Linked DNA regions of Mus musculus: regions 2, 3, 4, 5, 6 and 7 are each linked to region 1. A link is a contact called in public HiChIP or PLAC-seq, Micro-C and promoter capture Hi-C data. All regions are on one chromosome and are shown on one strand. The core of a region is the stretch at or near the end of the contact, and the rest is flanking DNA. Distances in the headings are between cores, read along the strand shown.

The links. Promoter capture Hi-C pulls out the DNA fragments that hold promoters and counts their contacts. A called contact is a pair of places that touch in the nucleus more often than the background predicts. HiChIP or PLAC-seq counts read pairs in DNA pulled down with a chosen protein or histone mark. Capture Hi-C pulls out chosen DNA fragments and counts their contacts.
Region 2: an H3K27ac HiChIP or PLAC-seq map of large pre-B cells shows a contact between it and region 1, with 2.9 times the contacts expected there. The contact joins the promoter of Srsf3 here to the promoter of Btbd9 in region 1. A contact is called at or near these places in 1 of 39 promoter capture datasets (liver) and 1 of 115 datasets of contacts at active chromatin or transcription factors (large pre-B cells).
Region 3: an HNF4G HiChIP or PLAC-seq map of pancreatic cancer cells shows a contact between it and region 1. The contact joins the promoter of Cdkn1a here to the promoter of Btbd9 in region 1.
Region 4: a Micro-C map of embryonic stem cells shows a contact between it and region 1, with 6 times the contacts expected there. The contact joins the promoter of Sik1 here to the promoter of Btbd9 in region 1.
Region 5: a contact with region 1 is called in an H3K27ac HiChIP or PLAC-seq map of microglia, with 7 times the contacts expected there. The contact joins the promoter of U2af1 here to the promoter of Btbd9 in region 1. A contact is called at or near these places in 1 of 484 Hi-C or Micro-C datasets (the G1E-ER4 cell line) and 1 of 115 datasets of contacts at active chromatin or transcription factors (microglia).
Region 6: a promoter capture Hi-C map of the HPC-7 cell line shows a contact between it and region 1, with 5 times the contacts expected there. The contact joins the enhancer-like site here to the promoter of Btbd9 in region 1. A contact is called at or near these places in 3 of 39 promoter capture datasets (the C10 cell line, the HPC-7 cell line and pre-B cells), 1 of 115 datasets of contacts at active chromatin or transcription factors (large pre-B cells) and 1 of 9 other capture datasets (adipose tissue).
Region 7: a contact with region 1 is called in a promoter capture Hi-C map of adipose tissue, with 2.0 times the contacts expected there. The contact joins the promoter of Tbc1d22b here to the promoter of Btbd9 in region 1. A contact is called at or near these places in 4 of 39 promoter capture datasets (the HPC-7 cell line, hippocampal neurons, liver and 1 more), 2 of 115 datasets of contacts at active chromatin or transcription factors (embryonic stem cells and large pre-B cells) and 1 of 9 other capture datasets (adipose tissue).

What each region holds. Positions count from the first base shown.
Region 1 is chr17:30,574,914-30,577,589 of GRCm38.p6, reverse strand. Btbd9 (BTB (POZ) domain containing 9) reads left to right here and starts at 1,303. Exons shown (of 11, transcript NM_027060.1): 1 at 1,303-1,444.
Region 2 is chr17:29,031,363-29,034,038 of GRCm38.p6, reverse strand. Srsf3 (serine and arginine-rich splicing factor 3) reads right to left here and starts at 1,379. Exons shown (of 6, transcript NM_013663.5): 1 at 1,253-1,379. It overlaps Gm16196 (a long non-coding RNA gene), which reads left to right and starts at 1,416. Exons shown (of 3, transcript XR_876716.2): 1 at 1,416-1,523.
Region 3 is chr17:29,092,407-29,095,082 of GRCm38.p6, reverse strand. Cdkn1a (cyclin-dependent kinase inhibitor 1A (P21)) reads right to left here and starts at 1,314. Exons shown (of 3, transcript NM_007669.5): 1 at 1,222-1,314.
Region 4 is chr17:31,854,475-31,857,150 of GRCm38.p6, reverse strand. Sik1 (salt inducible kinase 1) reads left to right here and starts at 1,347. Exons shown (of 14, transcript NM_010831.3): 1 at 1,347-1,479; 2 at 2,087-2,257. The coding sequence starts at 2,102.
Region 5 is chr17:31,657,404-31,660,079 of GRCm38.p6, reverse strand. U2af1 (U2 small nuclear ribonucleoprotein auxiliary factor (U2AF) 1) reads left to right here and starts at 1,326. Exons shown (of 8, transcript NM_024187.4): 1 at 1,326-1,427. The coding sequence starts at 1,384.
Region 6 is chr17:29,530,787-29,533,462 of GRCm38.p6, reverse strand. All of the region lies in intron 2 of Tmem217 (transmembrane protein 217), which reads left to right. Among named protein-coding and RNA genes, the nearest start is that of Tmem217, 17 kb to the left of the region's middle. Within about 2 kb of position 1,317, at least 80 of the 459 cell types and tissues checked have an H3K27ac peak or open chromatin away from gene starts, as enhancers often do. A contact at or near this core is called in the HPC-7 cell line and pre-B cells, where this site is marked.
Region 7 is chr17:29,548,465-29,551,140 of GRCm38.p6, reverse strand. Tbc1d22b (TBC1 domain family, member 22B) reads right to left here and starts at 1,339. Exons shown (of 13, transcript NM_198647.1): 1 at 1,147-1,339. The coding sequence starts at 1,202. Tmem217 (transmembrane protein 217) reads left to right here and starts at 1,548. Exons shown (of 3, transcript NM_001162901.1): 1 at 1,548-1,632.

The DNA.
Region 1 (2,676 bases), core at 54-2,553:
TAGACCAGGCTGGCCTCAAACTCAGAAATCCACCTGCCTCTGCCTCCAGAGTGCTGGGATTAAAGGCATGCGCCACCACCGCCCGGCTCCCTTTGTTTTTTTAAATGTACCAATCCCGAAGTCAATTCTCCAAGGACAAATAAATTGGGGACACGTGTATCGGAAAGTAGATGTATTAAATTGATGGATATCGTTCCACATGGAAGATGAGAGCGGAGAATGTTTCCCCAACCAACGTATCCACATTCCATCGTTCTACCATGTCATCCGTAAGGAATGTCACTACCATTTAGTAACTGACACACAAAGGCAGCTTTCTTTCCGTCTTGCTAAATGTTACTCCCACCTGTCTCAGCAACCACGCTAGAAACCTGGCCTACCTATTCATTCCCCCGCTCAGAGCTGGCCTCCGCGTTTCCATCCCCACCGCCAGAGTCTAGGTTGTGGCTCTGATCCTTCACTGGCCCAGCCCTAACCCTTGCTGTGTCTGTTCATTTTCACTGCCCATTTAAGTCGTCTTTGCTTGGAATTAAGTCTTCCATCTTCAAACCCACACACCCAGGTAAGTAACTTTCAAGAGTGACGACTCTCCAGTTTCGGCCAGGAAAGACCTACAACCCAATTTCTACGGCTTCAAAGTTCACAGTGCCTGCTTCTTATGTGAAAGATGGAGTCTAATGGGCTTTATACGTTACACTTGGTAGTCCTGGAGTGTCGAGGACTTATGTCCGGGCTTTCTGTCAGGGTCTTGAAATAAGGAGTTCGAATGAGATCAGTTCGCCCGCAGCCTCGCATGCATTATTTCGTCCTAAGTTGACACCTTTCTAGCGCAGGCAAGTCGGGTATCCGTCTTCCCACTGACAGAAGGAGGAAACTGAGTCGTGGTATTTCAGGCCTGGCCTCGTAGCACCTTCATGCTGGTAATGCCTCTCTTGGCCCATTCTCCTCGTCCAACTTCTCGCACGTAGCTGACTGTCCATCAGGCAAGCGACTAAGTGCAGAAAGACGAGGCTTTCTCCAACCGGCGCTCCGGCTCGTCCCCTTACGCAGTGACGCGACCGATGACGCTATTCAGTGACGTGTGATGACGTGCCTCACCCTGAGCCAGGTGTCGGCAGGGCGGCCACACCCTCAGGGCCCAGTACTGGAGGGGCAGTGGCTCCGACCTGGGGAAACACGCCGCAAGACCCCCGCCTGAGGCGACCTGGGGCCCTGGCGTCCTGGGTTCTACTGGCCCACGGTTGAGCCGTTGCTAAGTGACGCCAGCGCGCAGAGCGCGTGCGCGGCCACGGCGGTGTGCGTGAAAGCGGGCGCGCGCCGCGACGGCGGCGGCGAGGAAGGCGGCGACGGCGGCGGTCGAGGGGGCGGTGGCCACGAGGCGGGGTCGCTGCTGGCGGAAGAGACGTGTGTGGCGGCTTCTAGGTCGCTGAGGGACATCGTCGGGGTGAGTCGCCCGGACCGCTCGTGAGAGTTGGGGCCTGGCCGCACCTGCTGCGCGGGCCCGGGGCGCGGGGACGCGCTCCCCCTCCCCGCCGGACCCGCGCGCGCCGCTCCACGCCCCTCGGCCGCTGGTTCCGGGGGCGGGGACGGGGGCTGAGGAGGGTCAGTTCCCGGGCCTGGCGCTCTGGGGTGGGGGTGGGGGGGGGTGAGAGGGGGGCGCTGGAGAGAGGGGTGCCGAGGGACAAGTGACTGGACTCCAGTGCGACGCTGCCGGTTTCCTTTTAGGAATTTGAAGCGGGAGAAGCCCGCGTTCCTCAGCAGCCGCGCGTCCACACTGAGACGCCGACTGTGCAAACCTGACAAACGCGGAAATGGGGACCCTCGGGGTTCGCAAAGTTTTGGGGTAAACCGCGAAGAGATCCGTCAGCTCTACCCTGGCGGGTCTGGGAGTAGGAGCGGGTTGTTAGAGAGATCGTTAGAATCTGTGCCTGCGTGAGCGTCGGGCACACCCACGACCCGGGGAAGGCGACTTGTCAGTGAAGATGCTGGTTGACTAACCTGTTGCCTGGACCTTCCAGCCTCACGTGCATGCCCACGTGCTTCTCTGAACATTATTATTATTATTATTATTATATCCTGTGTTGATCCACATTTTTGAAGCCAAGGGACCATATCCATCCAGTATTGTTACTTCCTCATAGACTCAAATCTGCCCTTGTATCTATTTCCCAGAACCGTGCTGTGCTTTGGCCATTTCAAGGGTCTTGCAGGTAGAGCAGCCCTGCCTTTTGTGTGTGTTCTTCCCAGAAGCAGTGCGGGCTGTTATTTATCTGGTGGAAATGTAGATTGTGTTTCACGCGTGGGCTGGCATGGTGAGACTGGAGTTAAATGATGCAACTGGCCATCAGCCAGTATACAGGATTCTGTTGGGTCCGTTGTATGTGGTGGTTTTTTAAGGAGGAATAATGGAGACAAATGGAAGAAATAATCTTTCCCGTTATGAGTTAAAGGCAGTGCCAAGTGAGAGTGACAAGATAGGGAGCACTGACATTTGATCATGCCTAAAAACTGAGGGACATAACTTTAGAGTTTCCACCCAGAGTCTAAAATCAGGAGATTCAGTTTTATAACGGAGTCTCTGTAAGGTATGGTCTCTGAAGTTCTCACGTCTTGGAATCAGTAAAGCTTGCTTTGAAAAACCACTCAGGAGCCACTGTTCTATTACGAGCTTTTGTG
Region 2 (2,676 bases), core at 130-2,629, 1.5 Mb after region 1:
TCTCAAAAACTAAGTGCATCAGGAAGGTGGTGTGCGCACGCACACACACACACCTTTGATCCCAGCACTCTGAAGGAGGAGGGAAATGATGAGTTGGAGACCAGATCTAAAAAAGTTGAGTAAACCAAGACAGCCAGCCTGATTTACAGCAAGAACTGTCTCAGGAACAAACAAAAATAAATATCTTGGAACCACACAAAGGTTCCACAACAAAACTATCATAGCTAGGAAGGCAAGCATGCTTGTGGCTCAACAGGCTAGAGGAATGACAGTTATGAAGTTTGCTAGTGACCCCCCGTCTTTTAGTAAAAAGTGCATAAAAGTAAATGTTGAGGTCTGCTAGGCATGTAGTGGCCTGCACCGTGCACCCTAAACTCCTGCGTAAAAGAATCTTTACTAAAAGGACATACAACATACAACCTTGAGGACATACACTCAGTAAGTCTTCAACTTCACACTTCCGAAATGAAAACCCTACTTAATAAGCCATTTAAGTGTCTTCCCTACTATACACCATAATGTTCAAACCGACTATTATCAAACTAAAAAATTTAACCCTATTTTGCCGTGACCCCACCCTGTGCCCAAGACTCAGTTGAGCGACCAAGCCATTCCGCGAAAATTAAAAAAACAAACAAAAAGACAAATGAAACTCATCCATCCCCGGTTTTCACACCTGTTAAAAGCAAATAGGTCAAAGAAAAACCCAACTCAAAGTGAACTATGATTTACATTAAGAAACGCAGCCTCATTAGAAAAGATTTTTAAAGCAAACACCAAGTCGGCATAAAAAAAAGATGAGACTGTAGGGGCTCAGTAAATACGAAAAGACCTGTCTTAAAAAATATATACAAAGTCCTCAAGACACTATACCAAGAAAACCAGGAGCAAGGAAGAAAAAGGCGCCATCAAACTAAAGGCCGCGACGTGGAGAATTCATTTAGAGATCTACCCCACACACACACACACACACACACACACACACACACACGCCGGCCACACCCCAGCCTGGAGCAATCCCTCTCCGAGCCTTCCTCCAAAGGACAAAAGATTAAGTCCGGGATTTACAGACTTGGAAGCATCTTCAACATTGCCCGGGGCCCCAGCCGCCGCCCGGGACCGAAAGTCACAAAATGGCGGCGGCGCCCCTTTGTCTCAATCTGGTGCCGCCATTGCGCCCGGCCCCACCTCGAGTCTGCGGAACTCCACCTCCCTCCCTCCACCTCCCTCCCTCCGTTCGCCGGTCCCTTACCGAGATCCTGGGTTCAAAAGGCCCAAGCTCAAATCCTAACGCTCCGACAGGCCCACCCGCTTCCCTCTGGTTCTGCTCCTACAGATTCTCGGTCTCGCGGCGTCACGAAATGGCGGACCACCACCGTCCCCTCGCCCTATTTATAGCACCCTGCTCTGCCACATGACCTGACCAGATCACCCAATCAGAGGCGGCGCAGGCTGTGACGTAAGCGCTACAAACGCTGCGAGAAACCGCGGTTACTGGGAGCGCGCGCCGGCCGTTCCGTCAGGTGGGTGGGGTACGCGCGGTGGCGCGAGCTCGTCGCCGCGTGCCGGCTTGTCCCGCAGATGCGGCGCTCGGCCCGGCCATCCCCGCGAGCCGCGCAGACGCCCCCTCTCCTCCACTTCCGCCTAGGCTGCAGCCGAATAAAGCTGTCCAGACTCTGCCGCCATTAATCCCGGGCGATGGCGGCTGCAGCCGCGGGCTCGGGTCAGAGTGAAACATGGACGCTTGCTTCCTCGTTGTGGGGCATCCATCGCAGACTAAGGAGCCTTATAGTCGCTCTCAAGGTCACCGAGCTTGGGCGACTTAACTGGTACCCCACGGTGCCCGGTCTGCGCCCCGATGCAGGGTAGAGCCTGCAAAGTTTGCTCAACTTTCGCTTTCCCGCCTCGCCCAAACCGCGCGCGCGGCAAATGCGACTTGATGAGGCTGCATGAAAAAACAAAAAAAAAAACAAGACAAACGGTCACAGGGCTCACTTTCCCAGGAGGAGAGCAAGGTTTTGCATAGGTTGCCTTTACGCTCTGAGCACGCAGCTCCGCCATGCAGATGCTAGGAGGGGCACCTGCGGCCTTTGTAAGGGCTTTGCTCTGGCTGCCAGACCTGTGGGTCTCCCTGGGCCTCTACACACAGACCCCAGGATAGCTGAATACCCTCGTTTGACAAGCCACATCGTTTGCCTCCAGCTCCCAGACGTATCCTCGGCCTGGCCCCCCTCAGGCTACTCTGATTTATTGGGGAGACTTAGTTGTTTCTGCTTCCAAGAAAGGTCAAAATATTAACCAGTTTTTCAGACACAACTCTAATGCTTTTGTTCCCCTAAGGGAGTTGTGGTGCAGGCTACAGTTGTTAAACCTGTTTTTGTTGTGACCTTCAGAAGATTCTAGCAAAACTTCATTTCCTTCTAGATCTTTTTTTTTCTTTCTGGGTTAGACATGCCTAGTATAGTAGTAATGGGGCTCATTTGAACGTCCTTTTGTCTTTTTCCTCTCCTCCCTGCCTCATAATCTCAGCTCTTGGCCCAAGGGAACAGGAGTCGAACTTTATGTTCATACATTTAGTGAGTTCTAGGCCAGAAAGAACTTCTTGAGATACTTTCTGAAAAACAACAAAAAATCTGATGTATCTAAATGACTTGTGATATTCTCTGTTCCAAAATT
Region 3 (2,676 bases), core at 65-2,564, 1.5 Mb after region 1:
CAGGGTGCAAGTGTAGCCCTTGTCCCCGGAGGTTCCGAGTGGAATGGATGTGCCCTAGTGGGCGCACTCAGCCTGGTCACCTTCCTACACTGGGTGTGGACTGGGTCGAGGGCCCCAGCCCCGGGGCGTCTGATGTACGGCACCCGTAAGCCTCACTCCGCGAGGATACCGGCCGCTCTACAGTGCGGGCTCCTCTCGCGCCCCACGGTCACTGGTCCGGGTCGTGGTGGGCGCGGTGGGTGGGACCCTTTGCGCTTCCCGGGCTGGCAGGGTGGACAGGACCCGCCCAGACTCCCTGTCCCCGAGGGCGCGCCGCCGAGCGGGGACCGGACACCGCGTCCTGGACCTCCCCGTGTCCCGGGTTCCCTGGGAACATACTGTGCCCGCCAAATAGGTCACTGTGCCGCGCGGGGGAGGGGACGGGGCAGGAACGAGGCTGTACCCGGGCAGGGAAAGGGGCTTCTGGGCTGCCACTGACCCATCCCCAGTTGTGGCGCGATTCTGGTCTCAATCCAGTGCCCGGGGTCTCCTTGTCACAATGAGTCACCTCCTCGCCTGTCCTCTAGGACGTGCCCAGGCACGATCCCGAGGGCGGAGGACACAGCTCGCGCTGACCTCAGAGCCCAGTGGGGTGGTGGCTACCGCGAAACAGGGCACTTGGTTCACAAGGACCGGGGATCCGGCGGCACCCATGGGATCGGAGAACCGCTCTGCGCTAAGCTCTAGATAGACTCGCCGAAGCTTGTCACAACCGCCACCCAGGACCCATCTCGGGGCACCGTGAGCTTCATTCTCACGCTTTGGGCGAGCCGCACCTGGAATCCCTAGAAACATTGGCAACCAGAAGCGAGCTCCCGGTAGCCGATCCCCGCCAGCCATCGCTCGGACCCGGTCTCCAAGGACTGGAAGAGTGGCTGCCATCCGTGGTCCTGGAGTTCAGACTCTGTATGCCGAGTCCGCGACATAGCCTGACCCTCGTCACACTCCAACAAACGAAGCCTTCAGCCACCACGGACGCTCAGACCCACACCCGTCATCCACCTGCCGCGGACACACCTGTGACTCTGGCGGGCACGCACAAATACACATATACACACACAGGTGATCCACTCATCACCACACACACACACACACACACACACACACACTTCTGGGGACACCCACTGGGCTCAGCGCATTGCTACGGGGAAGAACTATTGTTCCCTGCCACGAAGCTCTCACCTCTGAATGTCTGGATATCGCTGTGGATCTGCGCCTGACTCCAATTCCCCTAGACTCTGACACCGCGGCGGCTCACACCTCTCGGCTGCTGCAGTTGGCGTCGAGCTGCCTCCTTATAGCGTCGGCCCAGGCCCCGCCCCCTCAGAGGCAGGACCAACCCACTCCTTCACCGATCCCGGGGACTCGCTGGCCCGCCCTCCCCTCTGGGAATCTAAGCCCGCGCCAGACAGCTAGAACCGGCGCGCGTTAAGAGGGCGCGCCCTCCCCTCCCCCACACCTGGGCTATTCTCTTGTCACGCAGCGCACCAGCAGAGCCACATACATCTATGAACAACAGTACAGTTAGAGCTGAGTGAGTGTTTATGGGTCTGTCCCTGACCAACTGTGGGAAGGACTAACTCTTTTCCAGATCACTGATATTAGTAAATAAAATCCTGGGTTTCGGGAGGTGGGTCTGTTGGTACAGTGTTTGCCTAACTTGCTGGAAGTGAAGCCCTGGGTTGGAGCTCCAGGGCCCCATAAACTGGGCATGCGGGGTCACGTCTGTAATAACAGCGCCCAGTGGGGGGTGAGGAGGGGGAAATAGGCATTCAAGGTCGTTTTGACAGCTACCTATTCCGATGGAGACCAACTTGAAATATGTGACACTGTTTCAAATATAAATAAATTGATCATTTGAGTATGATAGCAAAAGCCTGGAATCCTATACTTGGGAGATTGAGGCACGAGGGGCGTTACAGGTTCAAGACCAGCCTGGGCTATCCATTGAGACCCTCTCAAAAACAAAACAAGCCCATAAATAATAAAAAATAGTTTAAAATCCCAAGAAGTCCCACTATGTCTGGAGATTTTTTTCCCCCTCCTCCCAGAAGCCCCTCGGACATCGGGTCCAGAACGCGATCATTTCCTCCCTGTCTCACAGACGAGGAAAGCAGTTCCACAGAAGGAAAGGATGCTGTCAACCGCCTCAGAAATCGGGGAGATTGAGTCCAGTTCTCAGACCACGGACTACCAAGAAAAACAGCCGCCAGGCTCCTTACCTCCCCTCTCCCCTCTTCAGAAGCCAGCATGTGAACATTTCTCACACCATAATACATCCTGCAAGTGAGAGCATCAAGACCTGACTGGGACCACACTAATGGCTACCTGCTGACCTCTGGCAAGCTGCCCAGAGTACTCTGCTTGCAGATTTCTTTCTCTGGGTCCAAAATGAGGGAAATGTCTAATACTCCCCCTCCCAAGATCCAGACAGTCCACTAAAATGACATTGATAAAGGACAATTCTAGAAACATCTACGGATGTTCCTGACAGACATAGCAGTAAGACATTCTCCGTTCCCACCTTCCTCCATGTCTCTAGTCAGTTTTATTTCCTTCTGTTTGGGGTCTTTTGAGACGAGGCCTCGCTATGTAGCCCAGGGTGGCCCTCATATTCAAGGCAATCTTCCTGCCTTA
Region 4 (2,676 bases), core at 98-2,597, 1.3 Mb before region 1:
CCCTGCGAGCCCTATCTCAGGCCAGCCTACCACCCGCCTCTACCCAGGAAGTCTTCCTCCGTTGAGGAATGAATTCTGATGAATTCTGAATCAATTGTGATTAATCAATCCACCCGGTGCTAGTTTTTCTCTCACACAGGAAGCCACGAGGAAGAGAGACACAGAAGTTTAGCTCCAAACCGCCACCTTCCTAGCCTTTGGAGAATCGTCTGTCCCCTTTCTCGTCTGCCCTTAAGAACACATCTTACTTTCTGATGAGGTGTGAGGGAACACAAACAGAAGGAGTCACACACATGCCATTTCCACTCTCTCCACACTCCGTCTCCCCTTTAATGGGCCCTGCTTCCGGCAGGCACTCTCAGGGTCAGTTCCAAGGTCCCAGCCGCCCTGTGTCCTATCTGTTGTCTGGAAGCAGCTTGGGGACAGACAGGGTGGGCCAATTGGCAGACAGCAAGAAAATGGGCAAAGTGCCCAGTCCTCCAAGGGCCCCACCTATCAGCCCTGAGTAGTGGCTGGGTCCTTTTGCAGCCCGTGTCTAAAGCACGCGTCCTATTCAGCTGTCCCAGGACACCACTGCTGGACCAGGCGGCCCTTGAAGCAGGAGGCTTTGGGAAAATGAGTCGCGTTTTCCTGCTTTAACTTTCCAACTTGCTGAATATTTAGAGGTTTTCTCTCTCTCCTCTCTCCTCCCCCCCCCCCTCTCTCTTTCTATAACAAAAGTAAGTGGCGTTCAACTAACCAACACTTTCCTAGAGCCAGGCATTCTTGCAGCTGGCCGGCCCTCTCAGGGATGAAGTGAGGGTCAAGGGGCAGCCACTGCTGGCGGCACATCGAGTGCCCAGCATAGCAGACTGATCAGTCTAGGGCCATCAGCCCCAGAGTCCCACGCCGAAAATCCCGCAGCTCTATTCCACCCTGCTGAGTCCGAAGCGAGCACTGAGCACCCAAAGGGCACCGTACCCACCATGAAGCCCCTGGAAGTGGTCCTAAAGCAGGCTCGGTCTCCTAGTCGGGGGCGGGGGTGGGGTGGGGGGGTGGGCTACAGCAGTGTCGCCCATGCCCGGCAGGGGGCGCCAGCAGTCTCGGGCGGTTGCTGAGCCGGGCCCCTGACGTCACCGCCCGCGGTCGCCATGGCGACGGCCTCACCAGCGCGCGCGTCAGAGCCTCCAGTCTCTTGGCAACCGCCCGATCTCCGCTCCCCCTCGGCAGGCACCGGGCCGCGCGTCGCTCTGGCGTCAAAACGACGTCAATGGGCTGTGCCTGCCGCGGGGGGCGGGGCGAGGCGGGGCTTGTGCGGGGCGGGGCCGGGGCGGGGCGGGGCGTTGCCGCGTGCGGCCGGCGGCGGCGGGGCGCTGACATGCGGCGAGGCCCGGGCGGTGGCGGCAGCGTTGGCGGCGGCGGCGCGAACGGCGGGCACCGGAGCAGAGCTAGCAGCCGAGCGGGTGGCATCCCGGGTCGGGCTCACGGAGGGCGGCGGAGGTGAGCAATGGCGCGGGTTCGGGTCTCCGAAACCCGCAGGTGCGCGCCTGGGGTCGCGGGCAGGACTCCAGCCCGGCGGGCTCCCTATTGTTGCGGGTCGGCGCCCGGAGGCGGGTCTGCGAGCGCCCGGTTGTGGAGCCTGTCCTGAGGAGCCGAGCGTTGGCACTGGTGGACGGGAGCGCGGTGAAAACCCGGGACCGTAGGGTGTCCAGGAGCTGGCTTGGGGTCGACTGCGGGTGGACTGCTGGCGCGCGCGCCCGGCCGGGACCGGAGGTCGGGGGGCGCGTGCGTGGGGGCTCGCACTGAGGGAACCTGGGATCGAGGGGGCGCGCGCGTGGGGGCGCAGGCTGGGGGTTCGGGATAGAGGAGTGTGTGCGTGGGGACTTTAGCCGAGGAGATACTGTATCAAGGAATGAGCGAGTGGGGGTGTGAGCTGCGAACCTGGGTCGGGGCCACACTAGGAGCCTGGGGCTGGAGGAACAGAGGGTTGAGGACGCACGCGTGGTGGCCTGGCGGACACAGTTTCAGTGGCCGGGTTTGGCGGGGAATGGGATCGGGACCGAGCCGGAGTCGGTCGGTGCTGAGCGCACTCCTCGCTGACCCGCAGGTGCGGCCCGAAGCCATGGTGATCATGTCGGAGTTCAGTGCGGTCCCCTCAGGCACTGGCCAGGGCCAGCAGAAGCCCCTCCGGGTGGGCTTTTACGACGTGGAACGGACCCTGGGCAAAGGCAATTTTGCAGTGGTTAAGCTGGCGCGGCACCGAGTCACCAAAACGCAGGTGCGCGCGCGTGTTGTGTGTGTGTGTGGGGGGGGGACTAAACCAGGGGGTGGATCCAGCCAGGGGGTGGCCCCCTGTGCTGATTCAGTCCTGTGGAGTTGATTGTCACAATTGTAAACGATGACATTGTTTAGTCTGGTAAAGGGGGAAAAAAGCTTTGTATTATGCTTCTACATAATTTGTACAATTACTAGGGAAGAGCAAAGATAATAATGACCAGCAACCGCCCCCTTCCGAGAGAGAGAGAGAGAGAGAGAGAGAGAGAGAGAGAGAGAGAGAGAGAGAGAGAGAGAGAGAGGGAGAGAGAGAGAGAAATAGAGAGGGGGGAACACAACAGAAGTGAGCAGCTCCTTGTAATAAAGCTAGCTGAAAAATACAGAGGCTTTAATTTAACTTCTATCCCTTTAAAAAATGTTAGT
Region 5 (2,676 bases), core at 77-2,576, 1.1 Mb before region 1:
CCCTATCTTGGAAAACAAAACCAACCAGACAAAGAAACAAAACAAAAAGTGGAAAGATGCCTGTATACTTAGAGCCTTGGGAGCCATAGAAGGCCACCAACAGGAATAGATGTCACCAGGTCTGTATTCTTTTAAACTCTCTGTCATGTCAGCTGGAGCAATATTATACCAGCTGTATTAGTTACTTGTAGTTGAGGGAGAGAGAGCCCAGTGATACAATGCATGGCGAAGTATGAAGTGGTTATCCCTGCCCTCACAGACATACCCAGAAGCCTCTTCTCCATAACTCAGAAAAGTGGATTTAAACATTACACCAACCAAGGCTCGGGATGTCATTCAGTTGATAGAGTGCTTGCTTAACATACAGCATCATATAAACCTATTTGGTAGTACACACTGGTAACCCTAGCACTCAGGATGGTAAGAGATTCAGAAGGATCAGAAGTTCAAGGTCATCTGTAGCTGTACATAGTAGCTATGTAGCCTGATGCATACACAAGACCATCCCATGGAGAAACAAAAAACAAAACACGCTCAATAAAACAAACATCGTAGCAGCCTGTGTCTATATATGTGTCACAGGGCTTATTCTTCTAATGTCTCCAAATAAGAGATAAATAGATGTGACAGGGGAAGATGAATGGGTGAGGCATGGATAGTTGGGTAGCTTAATTAGTGAGGGGTGAATGGGCGTGTGGGAAGAAAGAAGGATGAACAAACTAATGGTCTGGTGGACCTGATCGGGTCATTCATCCTGGTTCCAGTAACCAGGTTAACTAGTGAGAGCCTGTGAGGAGACCCCAGCTTCCCACAACCCTCTTCCACGGTTCGTCCTCGGATGGAAGTGGCTCTATAGCCAGAGAGAGCAGATAAAGTCATCCAACCAAGATGACCCCGCAGCCTGGGTCTCTGCCTGAGATAACGGAGATTAGGCTCTGCCTGGAAATTTGGTGACTTGAAGGTGAGCCTTGTGACTGTGAGGATGCTGTGGTTTAAGGCCCTCCAGGAGGCCGGACAGAGCCCCTTATCTACAGCTGCACTGGTGGGAGGCCTGGGACAGGAGGGCCAGCAAGGGGAGAGGGCGCGGTCCCAGCGGCGGGAGCGGGAAACAGCGGTGCTGAGCACGCGCGGAGCGGCTGTCCACAGCCTAAGCCGCAAGCAATGCGCGGGACCCGCCCGGGCGCCAAGGAGTGCGCAGGCGCCAGGGTAGGGGCGGAGCCTCCTCATGCTCTTCGTCCCGCCCCCGCGCTGGCAGCACCTTTCCCAATTGGACAGAGTCGCTACGACGGGTGGGGAGAGCGTCGTCGCGTCGGGTGACGTCTCCGGAGGGACGTCGGCGTAGTCGGCAGCGTCGGCTGCCGTGCCTGAGTCGTCCGCTCGAAAATGGCGGAATACTTGGCCTCCATCTTCGGCACCGAAAAAGACAAGTGAGTAGGGCCGGCCTGCCGGGACTTGGGCTGGGGAGGCGACGGGCAGCGGGTGCCGGTCGAGGCAAGCGGCGGTGACGTCCAGGCGTGGCGGCTGGCTCGGGCCTGGAGACCTCGCGCGGCTCGGCGCCGCCGCCTCGTGGGCCGGGCGGCGGGACTGGCGGGCGGCTCGGGCTGGGCCTCGGCGCCTCGAGCTCCACCGCGGGCGCTCCATGCCGGGTTCTACGCGGGGCCCTGCCCCACGCCGCGCTCCCACTGCTGCCCGGGGCTTCTGTGGCGAAGTAACACGTTTCTTGCAACTTTAGGCTTTGAGTTATCGTGTCGGAAGTGCTGTGGCCCCGTCCTCTCTAGCATTCAGTGCTGGGGCCGACCTTTGGGAGCGGTTTCGACCGAATAAACCTCCTGCCTGCCTAAGCGTTGGCGGACCCGCCTTTCTTTTTAAATTAAGGTTTGCATTTCCGTAGCCAACTGTTAGGGTAAGAGGAAAAGGAATAGCAATATTCCCGCCTGTGGTCGTGTGCTGCGAGGCACATACTCATTTCCGCGTGTCGGCTGAAATTTAGGTTAAGGGGAATGTCTTCGGACACTTTCAAGGATAATTCCTACTTTGAAAACCTAAGGATTTAAGTATCTGGCTTAATCTGCTTCCAGTAAGTAGTCACCATCTTTATGTTTCTGAATCTTGTACAAGGTTTATGCAGATGTCAGTCACGGTGGTAAGCGTTTGCAATAGATAACGTTTTTGGTGCCACATTCTCACTCTTAAAATGTTCTGTTTTCCAGGATGGAGGCTGTCCGATCAGGCACCTTTATACAGTCTTCAGTGTTTGAAAGAGGGGATGTTTCTAAAAGTCTCATGCCTGAATCGGCAGTCACTCAAGAGACATTTAATTGGATGTTAGGTCTAGACCAGTCTTGGAGAATCAGCTGGAATAAAGTCTGGGTTCTCAGGAAGTCATGGAGGAAGGTTGTGCCTTGTGTTAAGGATGACTAAAATACATTAAAGGGACTAGAGAGATGACTCAGTGGTTCAGAGTGTGAACTGCTCTTGAAGAGGCCAGTAGTGTGGTTCCCTGAATCCCCTTTATTGCAATCTGATGTCCTACAACCACCTGTAGTGCCAGATCTTGGGAGATCCATTGCCTCTGGCCGCCACGGGCACCCCTCCCCCTCCCCATATATGTAATTTAAAGTAAAGCCGTTAAAGTACTTTTAAATCAACACTCAAAAGCCAGGTGTGGTGGTACAT
Region 6 (2,676 bases), core at 68-2,567, 1.0 Mb after region 1:
CTTTAGAATGCTTGTAAGGTAGATCATTCAAGGCAGTTTTATCCTTTCAGCCTGGCTACAAAATAACATGAGGTGAATACAGCAGGACAGTCATTTAACCCTCTCCTGTGGGAGTTTAAAACACAATGGGGGTCTGCTCTGTGAAACCCTCAGGGGTCTCCATCTCTTTTCTCTGTTGTTCTGTCTGTAGAAGCAGGGGTCTGTGATAGTGCAAGTGTCCCTAGCTGGGCCCCTCCCGTAAATACCTCTGAGCCATCTGGATGACAAAGAGGAACGACAGGAGTCTGATATTTAATACAGATGGCCACCTTGGTTTCTTCTCTTCTCAGCCCTTTCTTACAAATTGACAGCATCAAGCCAGACACAGTGGTTCCAAGCCTGTGACCCCGACACTGGAGGTAGAGGCAGAAGGATCAGGATTTCAAAGTCATAATGGATTCATGGCAATCCCAGGCTACACGAGGCATCAAAAGCCAAACAAGATGGCTGAAAGTCCAAGTTCCATTTTCCTAGGACCCTCATGAAGGTGGAAGAAGAAAGCCTACTCCCAAAAGTTGTCATCCAACCTCCACAAACACACTGTGGCATGCTCACATCCACAACCATAACTCTTGCATGCACACAAAATGAATAAAATGTCATTTAAAAAACGTTGGTAGCAACCAGGCTACCAACTTCCAAGCTGGGCAGTGGTGCACTCCTTTAATCTGAGCAGAGGCAGGCAGAACTCTGAGTTCAAGGCCAGAGTGAGTTCTAGGACAGTAAAGGCTACACAGAGAAACCCTATCTCAAAATACTCCCTTCCTCTGGTCCAAAAATAAACACACTAAATAGATAAATAAATAAATAAATAAATAAATAAATAAAAACCCTTTGGTAGCATAGCCATTAGCTGCAAGTGATACTTGGAAATCTAAACTTTATTCTGGCCAACTGTGTGGCTGTCTGTGGAAGGCGCAATTGCTACACTAAGGAAGGGAAGGTCCTGTCCCACATCAGAGACCTCCACATTCAAGGAAAACGGGTCCTGAGCAGAACAAACTCCATATTCTTCATCAAGAGGGCTCCTTGCTAGTGGAATAAGGCAGCTGAGTTCTAGTCCTGGCATAAATATTTGTCTATGGCAGCTATGGTGATACCGTGGCTAGGGGTGCCCATGTACCCCAGTTCTGAGCATTGAACAGTGAGAATTCACTGAAAGTTCTCAGAGATGTGTTTGACATCCTGTGGAAGAAAGGAGCGCAGAGGAGAGCTTCCGGGGCACTCCTGATTGGCCTGCTAGTGAGAGGCAAGTTGGCAGTCAGCCAGTGACCACAGAAAGGAAGCTACCGTGGGACCCTGACACCGCGTAGGAGACCTGAAAGACCCAGAGGAAAGAGCCAAGTAGAGAAAAGGCACTGGAGAAAGAAAAGATTATAGACATAGCAAGGGATGTGTAGAGCTACCCTGGGGTGATGAGCGGAGGCTGCCATCGGCCAGGACTGTGTGCGCAGCCCTGTGGTTTATTGTCTGCATTCGCCCATCCCCAGTGGGGACTGGTTTCCCTGCTTGTCAGCTGACTCACTGTCAAGCATGGCAGGCTGGTTTTCTTTCTGTGTTGGAGAGGATTGGGTTTTTGTTTTGGGAAATCTGATCTCTTGAGCAAGAGTTTGGCCTGGAAGAATACAGGAAGAAGGGAAGACCCTAGCTTCCCTACAGTATCTGGGATTTCTCTCCTGTTGGGAAAACTGGGGAGGTAGCAGGTTGTGCCCCCTAGAGAGTGCCCCCCCACACACACACACACCCTGCTGGGTTGGATGCTGGCTACTTGGCTGAGAAGAAAGCTCAAAGCCTCATCACCCTGGGGTGATGAGCGGAGGCTGCCATCGGCCAGGACTGTGTGCGCAGCCCTGTGGTTAGCCTTTAGTAAGCCTATAAGAAGCAAGACCGCAGGGCTGGAGAGATGGCTCAGTGGTAAGAGCATTTGCTGCTCACAACTGCCTGTGTAATTCCAGTTCCTCGGGCTCCAACTGGCGCCCTCTTCGGGCTACTATGGGCACTGCAGGCACCTGGCGGTCCTACATGCAGAAAGGCACTCAACCACATAAAATTTAAAAGAAAAAAAAAGACACAGCCATTCTCTGCTGCTACCAAACAGTTACCCTCGAGGAAAGCCTGCAGCCATGGCACAAGGAGACTCAGGCAGCCCTTAAAACAGGCCAGAAGAAGAGAGCTGAGGTTTCTGGCCAGGAGCTACCAACAGCCAGGTGAGTGAAAGGACCCTCCTCGGAGGACAGCCTTCAGCTGGCAGCCGCTCCAGACCTTTACTTTAGGAGGGGCCCTGAGGCAAAACAGGCAGCTAAGACACCCCTCGCCTTCTGTCTCAGAAACCCAAGACATCTAGGAGTGGGACCAGCATGGATATCCATCAGCTGATGGAAGGATTGATGGATGGAGGAGATGCGGAAGGTACAGACTGTGGAAATCATTCAGCTGTGAAATAATATGAAATAGTGACATTTGCAGAGAAATGGATGAAGCTGGAAATCCTCGAATGAAGTAAATGAAGTAGAAGTAGAATAAACCAGGCTCAAAAGGACAAATAGGACCTGCGTTCTCTCACATGTGGGTCCTAGATTTTAATTCCTCTATGTGTGTGTATGTGTGTGTGTGTGTGTGTGTGTGAGAGAGAGAGAG
Region 7 (2,676 bases), core at 90-2,589, 1.0 Mb after region 1:
ATGCTGACTCTCAGTTTCTCTTTCGCTTGAAGAAGGGGGCGAGGGCTGTGTGTAACTCAGTGGCAGAGTGTCTTCAACAGTGTGAAGAGAGAACGGAAGAGGGGGAGAAAGAGGAGAGGGAGGGGGAGGGGAAGAGAAGGAGGAGAGAGAATGGGAAAGAGGGGAGAGAGAGAGGGAAAGGAGGAAGGGAAGAGTGCGAGGTCACAGGTCAAAGGACTACACCTGAACAAAAAAAGACTTAACAGGAAAATCACTAAGGATAGAACTCATGAGGGCGGTGACCAGACACAAACTCTTAACACCAAGCAGCCTGTGGCTGGCAGAAATCTTAAATTCAGTAGTGAAACACATAGGGCTTTCATTTTTCAGGACATCACCCAAAACAAACGGAACCAGTAAACCAAAAGGCAGCCTGACTGAGAGACAATTGCTCAGTGTCAACATACACTAACAAGAGAAAGAAACACTAAGGGAATAAGTTGCTTGAAAGGTCTGCTCTCCAACAAAACAAGAATAAAAGAACTTAATGCATCCACACTGAAAAATCATCACTTCTCCGGGATGCCAGAAGGAATAACTTATTCTCCACCCTGCGGCCACCCTGTAATAATTTCTCAAAAGAAAGGACCAACTCAAGACAGAGTAAGGTCAGGCTTGAGAATTCCCCCTCCCCTGTCTTGCTCATACCCCTGCAGGCCTGGCCCAGGCTCTCCTATCAGAACCCCTTTGGGAGTCCAAGGGAAGACAGGAATGTGATGATGGGCTGGGAACCAAGGCCATGGGGCCACCAACCCTCATGCAAGCAGCCACCCATGCTGTTGGAGACCCCTAAGGAGTTCTGTAGAAAGTCGGAAGCGGTCTGCAGGTGGCCCTCCACGGCTACGCTGACAATGGCAACTCGCCCAACTCCACTGCCCCTCACACTGGTCCCCTGACACCTCCCAGCTGAGGTTCCCCGCCCCCAGACCCCAGTCTGCACCCCACACCCAAGCTGGCCAGGCTCCTCTGATTGACAGCTGCTCCAGCCTGGGCTACTCCGACACCAGCCCTCCGGCCTCGGGGGTACCCCAAGACGGAGGGATTCAGGGACCAGGATCTGGAAGGCTTTGGGTCCAATCCCCACTCCCCTCAGCGTCCTGGGCTCACCTCCCCGGTAGCTTGGCGCTCCTCTTCCAGAACTGCTTGCTGTTCTCGGCGGCCATCTCTCCGGCCCGGGGGAAGGCCTGGTCGGTGGGTCACGGGGGGGCCCCGCGACAGGCCCCCGGGACCCCGCAATCTGAGGGCCAGCCCAGGCCGCTTCCCCGCCGCCGGTCACCCGCTCCCAGCTCCTGGGGGCGCCATCTTGGATGTGGGCACTCCCCCCGCCCAACACCGTTGCCATTGGTGGGCTGAGCAGGCCGGTGGGCGGATGGACCAATGAGGATCCCGGATCCTGCGGGCCGCTGAAGGCCCGCGGCAACGTCAGGGGCTGGGCACACAGGTGGGCCGGGGAGGCGGGGCTTAGATGGGCAGGAAGGCGGGGCTGAAAGTTCCTACTCCCCGGAGGCAGAGAACCAGGTACTGCGAGGAAGAAGTAGATGGGACTGTTGCCTTTGATGGGCTGAGGTTCTGGGGTTGTCTTGGTGGAGAGGGGTAAGGAGAAACCATAACATTTGTATACATTAGTCTTTAAAGGAAGGCCTCATGTAATAATGAACATTTTTTAATGTCCCTCACCTCAATGGCACCCAGGGTGGTTACCCCCCCACCCCCCCACCCCCGCCTTGTTCCCTTATGGTCCTAGTTTCGCAGAGGACAGTTCCGGCCATACCCCAGTGCGGGTAACTGTTGTATGAGTAGCAGTTGATTTATCAGACTCCCCCTTTCTTCCGCTAACTGAACTTCGTGATGTAATCCCTTCTTCGGGTCTGACTCTTTCTGGTTATGAGGATCCAGATACTGAGAAGTCATGCTTAGGAAATACTAATTTATCCTCCAAGTAGCATTTTCTCTAGGGACGTTGTTCATCCCCATGGCAACAATCAGGAAGATGAAGGATGTACCCCCAATATCCTCAACTCCTTTATTAACTGGCTATAAATCTTCCATCTATAGATTCATTTTTCAATCTAATTTTGACTCAAAATGAGATCTAATTTTAGCATGTTGTCTCCTTTGGGTGTCATGTTAATGACTACCTCTCTTTTTTGAGTGTGTTCTGGGACATTTGGGGGAAGATGGAGGGTACTTCCTTTTTCTACTCCGAAGAAATGTTTGTTCAGACAAGGAACTGTGGATATGTGCGAGCTACTGCTCAATCCATCTCTGTACTAACACCCTAGGGTTTCTAAATATTGAAAAATACATTACATTTATTCAGTGTGTGTGTGTGTGTGAGAGAGAGAGAGAGAGGAGAGAGAGAGAGAGAGAGAGAGAGAGAGAGAGAGAGAGAGAGGTCAAAGGAGAACTTCAGTTTTCTCTTCTCACCGAACTCAGGTCGTCAAGACTGGCTGTAAGCCCCTATACCCATTGAGCCATCTTGCTGGCCCAACATACTGGCAAATTCTCAAGGCTCCTTCTTTTCCCACCTAAAGAAACACCTTCTATATGTCCCTCAGTGATTTCTTTTTACATAGACATTACTCCCAGTTTTCAGGCTTCTTTTGCTTGCTAATGTTAAAAGACTAGGACTGTAGA